Linked DNA regions of Anas platyrhynchos: region 2 is linked to region 1. Evidence: chromatin contacts called from public Hi-C data. All regions are on one chromosome and are shown on one strand. The core of a region is the stretch at or near the end of the contact, and the rest is flanking DNA. Distances in the headings are between cores, read along the strand shown.

The links. Hi-C and Micro-C count contacts between places; a contact is called where the count stands out from the background.
Region 2: a contact with region 1 is called in a Hi-C map of subcutaneous adipose tissue, with 2.0 times the contacts expected there. The contact joins the promoter of PUF60 here to the enhancer-like site in region 1. A contact is called at or near these places in 2 of 8 Hi-C or Micro-C datasets (liver and subcutaneous adipose tissue).

Annotation. Positions count from the first base shown.
Region 1 is chr2:196,102-199,551 of IASCAAS_PekinDuck_T2T, reverse strand. SCRIB (scribble planar cell polarity protein) reads left to right here. Exons shown (of 40, transcript XM_072034137.1): 6 at 1,158-1,221; 7 at 2,492-2,566; 8 at 2,655-2,799; 9 at 3,152-3,270. Among named protein-coding and RNA genes, the nearest start is that of SCRIB, 30 kb to the left of the region's middle. Within about 2 kb of position 1,536, at least 1 of the 8 cell types and tissues checked has an H3K27ac peak or open chromatin away from gene starts, as enhancers often do. A contact at or near this core is called in subcutaneous adipose tissue, where this site is marked.
Region 2 is chr2:260,593-264,328 of IASCAAS_PekinDuck_T2T, reverse strand. PUF60 (poly(U) binding splicing factor 60) reads left to right here and starts at 2,146. Exons shown (of 10, transcript XM_027452858.3): 1 at 2,146-2,303. The coding sequence starts at 2,277.

The sequences.
Region 1 (3,450 bases), core at 287-2,786:
ATATCTCAAAATCTACCACTTCAAAAGGTGAGTACTTGTTCTTCCTGTGTAGTCCCAATATTTTTCTAGCCTGCTCCAGGCAACACAGGTCTATTTTTGTTTTTTCTTTTTTTTCTTTTCTCACAGGTTTCCAGCCTCCAACTTCCTGAGTTTGGGTGGTGTTGAGATGCATAGCTGTATTTACAAACAAGTGCAGTGATTTCTTTATGAGATCATTTCCCTATAAAGAAAAAAATAAGCACTGAAGACCATCCATTCTGGGGACATAGGCAGGTTTTAAATGGGAATTCTGCCTTAGCATAAAGCAAGAGGCAGCAGCCCCTGTTTGGGAGAGTAGGTGTTGGAGTTGATGGGGTAGGACTGAAAGCTGAAAACTTGTGGACACCTGGACCATGTCAGAAGAACTGAATCCTGGTGTCGTGGTGTTGACTTTTCATCAGCAGTTCATAATGTGTTTGGATAGTGGGGTACATCCTAGGGACCACCAGTGTTGACAGGCTTTGTAGTACAGTTCCTGTGTAGATTTCTTGCAGTATCTTGCCCAGTGAGCTTCTTGTCTGTACACCTTAACCTTTTCTGAGACATCATGCCAGTGTTGTCTTTCCTTTTGTCTTAAACAGCTTGTCCATCCCATTTGGGGAGATTGGGGCTCTTAAATTTGTCATTCCTGCCTCTCCCTGCAGCTACGCTCCCCTTGCCTCCCAAATATGTATTGTCCTCTGCTGATTCCTGTTATTTGTAACTCTGTGCTCAGGTTCCCATCCTTGCAACAAAAATTGGCATCAACGTTAAGGTGTGGCTTGTCATCTATCATGTTTTTGCTCAAAGAGTATTTTTTTTTTTATAGTGGAGGGGGAGAGGCCAAATTGGTATCAGAGTGGAAACTGACCACTTTGGGACTGATGGTGCTAATGAACCCAATTCCCTGGTGCACATGGTCTGGCCGGGGGAGGGGTACCAGCTCTCCTAAACTGCTTGGCTCAGAGAGAGTGTGAAAAGGGGCAGGATTGCCCCACCAGTTTTAGGAATTAGTCAAAATTATGTTATTTGTGAGATGTGTGTCCCTGATGCTAACCTTCCTTTCTTTCTTTCCTTCTTTTTTTCTTTCTTTCTTTCTCTTTTTCTATTTTCCCCTTTCTGTTCCCTGTATCTTGCAGTTCACTCTCATTCCTTGTCAAGTTAGAACAGTTGGATCTTGGTGGCAATGACCTGGAAGTACTGGTAGGTGAGGGATGGTGGGGAGGGAATATGGGTGGTTGGTAGGGGTAGCACCTGTACCTTTGTGGAAGTGTGTTTTTTTTTTTTTGTCTGAAATGCAAAGAAATAGACCCTCGGGTTGTTTGGGAAGATTCTGATCTGCCCAGGATGGCCTAGTCATTGTTCCCAGTATAATGTTTTCTTTGTGTGTTGGCCCTGTCTCACTTTCTACTATCCTCATACACATCTTGCTCTGCTTTTTCCAAGCCCTTTTGCTCTGAGACGTTCTTTGTTGCTATCTAGCTGCCTAAGGATCTTTCCTTTCCAATGAGGTTCTCTGTCTGGTACTTTCTTTCTCTGCTGTGTTACACTGCCACCAGCTGTTGTTTTTTACTTCTGCTGGGCTGCCTTTCTGCCTTTCCCTTCATAATTTAATTTCTCCTCTAGAAAGTACAGGACCATTCCATGCTGTTCCTGACAGTTATGTCAGCCCAGCATATGGTGTGTACCCTGTGGATCGGGGTGCCTCCATGGAGGGCTCTAAGCCTAAGCATGCTGAGAGCCAGTGCATAATCTTGAATTACAGCTCATCTTGACATTGGGGGAAATCCAGTGATGTTCTTTAACTTTGCAGTTGTGGATCAAGCTGTTACTGAATCCCGTTCTTAATGTTCTGAAATGCTTTTTGGCAGAAAGCCAACTAAAATGGGAGACAAAAGAGATTTTGCAGCTTCCTGTGCACAAAGCTGCAGCCTGCTTGTGAAAACAGTTGGCTGACACTTGAACTGCACTTGAATGGTGCTTTAACTCCTAAATCAAACCCTCATCAGTGTGTGTTGTGTTTATGGGTAACAAAAGGAGCAATGCTATGAACACGTCTACCATTGCTGATAGCGCTGCTATATCATGTTGGGATTGCCAGCGTTAACCAAAAGCTTTTACTCATGTCTGGGAGGAGGGGGAGAAAGACACATTTCTACTGTGGGGCCAGCATTTCCAAAACCCTGTTTGGTTCTTGTCTTGCTTGCTACTGGACAGTCCTTGCTGTTGTCTTCCATGTTTTCTGTTGGGAGCTTCCGCAGCCAGTAGGCTAGCCCAGACACTTCCAAACATTTGCTGCAGCGTTGTGGCACACCAACACACTAGTTTCATAAACTGTTTGATGAATGGTTTTAGGAGGTGTGAAAGCAGTAACAGTATCAAGTTTTGTGGAGTTTCAGTGTGATTTGGAATATCCTAGAGCAGTTTCCCCCCTAGAAAGGACTGACACTGCTACTGTCCTGCTCTGTTACAGCCAGATACTCTGGGAGCGCTACCAAACTTGCGTGAGCTTTGGTTAGACCGGAACCAACTCTCAGCGCTGCCTCCAGTGAGTACTTGTTCAGTCCTTTGCTTCACTGCTTTGTTCCCTCCCTGTACTGCTCCCTTGAACCACAGTGTCTCCTTTCTGATCCTAGGAGCTGGGTAATCTCCGCCGTTTGGTCTGTCTGGATGTGTCAGAGAACAAACTAGAGCAGTTGCCCAATGAGGTCAGCGGGCTAGTAGCACTGACAGACTTGCTTCTGTCACAGAACCTGCTGGAATGCATTCCAGATGGGATTGGTGAGTACTGTGTGATGGGGAGCAGAGCAGGACTTGAACTGCCCCAGAAGTGCTCCTGTGGGGAGGCTTCAGGCAAGACAGTATGTAACGAAGTATTAAGGCTTGATGGACGTAGTTTCTGTAGGTGAGTGCAGAAGCAGCAGATGATGCTGGTGAGCAGAACTCTACAGGACACGTTCAGGTTCTTGATCAGTATAGATGAAAGCTGTGAACAAGCATGGTTGGGAAGAAGGGTAGTGCCTGTATTGTTAGGTTAGGTAATCCCTGATGGGAGGCATTTCAGGCAGGCAAACATGGGACAGCATCGTTATCTCTGTGGCTTAGTTCACACCTAGCTTGTTGCCCTGGCCAGGTCAGCTGAAGCAGCTCTCCATCCTCAAGGTGGACCAGAATCGGCTGACGGAGGTGACAGAGTCAATTGGGGACTGTGAAAATCTGTCGGAACTCATCTTGACAGAGAACATGTTGACAGTAAGTACACCAGCAGTCAATCCTCTCCTGTGCTGTTCAGTAGCTACATGCCAGGGATCTTATCCTATCTTCTCACCTCTGAGGCAGGTTCTTTAGTGTGTTTCAGCTGCTGTCCTCTTAGCTTCTTTGCAGCAGAGGTTCACCTAGCTCAGAGACCCTTGAAGACCCTGGTGGAAGCTG
Region 2 (3,736 bases), core at 897-3,396, 64 kb before region 1:
CATTAACTACCTCAGTTTGAGTGATGGTTCCCCCTCCTACTGGCCATGATGTACTCAGCAGTTAGGAGTTCATTAACCAGCTATTGTTGGATGTTCTGAATACGTGACAGGCTGTAGACATAGAATCACAGAAGAGCCAAGGTTGGCAGGGACCACGTGAGATCCCAGGAGGTCCCTTCCGCCCTCAGCAGCCCAAAGCCCCTTGCTCAAGCTGGGTCACCCAGGACCATGTCCAGTCAGGTTGGAGTATTGCCATGGACAGAGACACCGCAGCTTCTCTCAGCAGCCTGTGCCAGTGTTCAGCCAGCCTCACTGGAGAAAAGTGTCTTCCTGTGTTCAAAGGGAATTTCCCATTTTTCAGTTTGGGCCCATTGTCTCTTGTCCTGACACTGGGATCTCCTGAGGAGGGCATGGCTCCAGCTTCTTCAGCCTCTAATCAGGCATTTGTACACTTTGAGCCTCTGCAAGCCTCTCCAGGCTGAGCAGCCCCCACTCTCCACCTCTCCTACAACAGATGCTTCAGTCCCTTCCCCATCTTGGTGACTCTGCACCAGACTCACTCCAGTAAGTCCATCTCTGTCTTGTCACTGGGAGCCCAGCAGGGGGTTCAGCGCTCCAGATGTGGCCTCACCAGCATGGAGCAGAGGAAGGATCTTCCCTCAGCCAGCTGGCAAGGCTTTCCCTGGTGCAGCCCAGGATACCATTGGGCTTCTCTGCTGTAAGAGCACATTGCAAGAGCACATTCTAGAACACGAGTCCTTTGAGGAACGGCTGAGGGAACTGGGGTTGTTTAGCCTGGAGAAGAGGAGGCTCAGGGGAGACCTTATTGCTCTCTGCACCTACCTGAGAGGTGTGCGTCTGCCTTTTCTCACAGATAACTGCCAATAGGCCTAGAGGGAATGGCCTCAAGCTGTGGCAGGGGAGGTTCAGGTGGGAAATGAGGAGACATTTCTTCTCAGAAAGAGCAGTCAGGCACTGGGACGGGTTGCCCAGGGAGGTGGTGGAGTCACCGTCCCTGGGGGTGTTCAAGGAGAGGTTGGACGTGGTGCTTGGGGACATGGTTTAGTGGGTGACATTGGTGGTAGGGGGGTGGTTGGACCAGACGATCCTGGAGGGCTTTTCCAACCTTAATGATTGTGTGATTCTGTGATTGCTGGCTCACAGTCAGCTTGGTGTTCAGCACGATGGGCATGGCCTTCTTAGCAAAACTGGCACCAGCACAAGAATGGAAATCCTGCCCTCACATTTGCAAGTCAGACAAGAAAGGAGATGTGTCCTCAGACACAGCTGGGCAAGTCTCATCAGCCCCGTATGTTATAGATGTGAAACTGCACGTCTTTTAGTACAGTATCTAGTCTTTAAAAATTGCATAATGTAGGAATCCACTGTGTCTCAATAATTAATGTTTTCCAGTGGTTAACGTCAGTCACTTAAATTCAGATTAGAAATATGTTTCACGTTTTTATGTCCAAATTCAGACATTGTACCTTTATCTGCTAGATAAAGGAACTTTTGCAGTGCAAGATTTATCATCATAAGAGTACTTAGATATTAAGTTATCCCTCAATGGCTTTTGGTGAGCTTTCCTGCTTTTAGCTTTCTAAATCTTTTATCAGTCAGATTTCCAGAACCTGCAAACTTCTCAGAGCTTTTTCCATAACCTTCTGCCTGGTTCGTAGCACGGCCAGCAGGCCGGGTCATTCTCATGCCCCGTTAAATAACGAAGCGCAGCGCTAACAACACGCCTGTCCCTTGCTGCAGGCCTTCCTTTGGAGAACAGCCGTGACAGCACCACCTGCCCTGCTCCCGGCCTTTCCCGTGTATTTCAATCCGCACGGCAGAGCCGGGAACCACGGAAGCAGCGCGGAGCGGGGCAGGGCTGGGCTCGGATCGCGACACGGGGCCCCCACCGCCGGGGGTTCGGGACACCGAGGGCCCCCTGGGGACGGGCGGGGCTCGGCTCCCGGCGCCTCCGCGCGGTGTCCCGAGCAGCACCAGTCCCGCTGCCGGAGGCACCAAGGAGGAGCACCCCTGGTGCGCCAGGGCCTCCCCGCCGGGCCCGGGACGCGGCACGAAGCGAGGGGGGGGGCGAGGCCCGGGGCCGTGACGGGACCCGGCCCCGCCGCCAGCCCCGCCCCCCGTCACGCCGCTCCCCGGAAGTCTCGCGAGACCTCCTCCCGCCGCTTGCCTCAGAGCGCTCGCGAGAGCTCGCCGCTCCGCGCGCGCCCTGAAGCTGTCGCGAGAGCGCCGCGCTCCCTGCCGACGGGGTGGACAAGATGGCGGCCACGACCACCATCTCCCTGGTGAGTGGCGGCGCCGCGCTGCGGGGCGGGCGGCATTTGCCCGGCACCGAGCCCTCGGGGGGGCGCCGACCGTGCCGGCCTCCGCCGGGTGCGCCCGCGGCTCTCCCGGGCCGGCGGGGGCGGGCCGGGTGCGCTCGGTGCCGCCGGGCCTCCTTGCGGGCGGCCTCCCGCTCCCCGAGGCCGCCTTCCTCACGGGCTTCTCACGGGCCCGCCGCGCCGCGTGCTGGGCAGGGCGAGCGGCGCCCGGGCTGTGGCGGGGTTTGGGATGGGATCTGGGCTTTCCCCGTGCTGAGGTGCGCGCGGGCCGGTTCGTGTGATGGTTTCACGACCCTGCGTGTTTGAGCAGGTCCAGGTAGGTGGTGGGGCTTATTAGGAGACTTTGATTGGGAATTTCTCTTCTGCAGTGTTCAGCGCCGAGGTTAAAATGTGAGCTGTGGGTTACTTCCCTTGACTAAAGGGAAGTGATGTCCAGTACCTGTTGGTTATTTTTATATTTGCTGTTGTTTATTTTACCTATTCATGAAATGAGCCCAACGTTATCGACTTTCCTGAGAGTTCATTGTGTTTTCAGGTGGTTCTTTAGACTTCTGCTGAAGTGGCCACGAATGTTGTAAGACACCAGAATAGTCTCCTTTCAGAGACTGACTTGTTTTCTGTGTGAGTTAGTCATAAATCGTAGAAATTAAGTAGTTCAGTAGGGCGTTATTCAGCATTCCTCATTCTAGTCCTTTTTATTCTTAGTGAAATACAGAGTAGCATATGGAATCGTGCAAAATGAAAATAGGTAACCTCTTAGGTGTGAGGCTGCTAGGGAAGGAGACCTGTAGTACAATGATTGTGGATGCTGGGAAACTACAAAGCAGGTGGCCAGGCTCTCACGCTCCCTGCAGATATCATCTGCTGTTAAGGGGGCCAGAGGGACTACTGGTGTGAGACAGCGGGATGTTTCTTAATGGCTTGCTTTTCTACTCTCCCCTTTCAGGAACAAGCATACTGGCTTGCCAGAGTGCTGAATGCTTTTATTCATGATGGGTTCATTTTTGGTGGAATGAAGTTTATTTTGAACTTCAGAACTGTTAAACATCTTAAATAGAGCACTTGCTCTTGTCAGGCTCACACATTGAGTTAAAGCACTTCCAAGTCATTTTTTTAATAATCTGTGTGTTTTTATGTGAGTTCTGTTCTGATCTTACTGGAAATAAACTGGATCTGAACATCCAGTGTCATGTGTTAGCTCATCAGGATTTGTGCCTTGTGTGTTTTACCTTGTGCTTATAAAAAAAAAAATAAAAAAAACTGACTAATGGTCCTTAAAATGAAGAATTCAGATGTCCCAGCACTTGCTTTTTGTGTGATCACTGGTATCTTTTCTGCCATGTTCAGTGTTAGTGTCACTCTCTCCTGTATCTCCTGTCCGTGCTGGAGAGAGGACA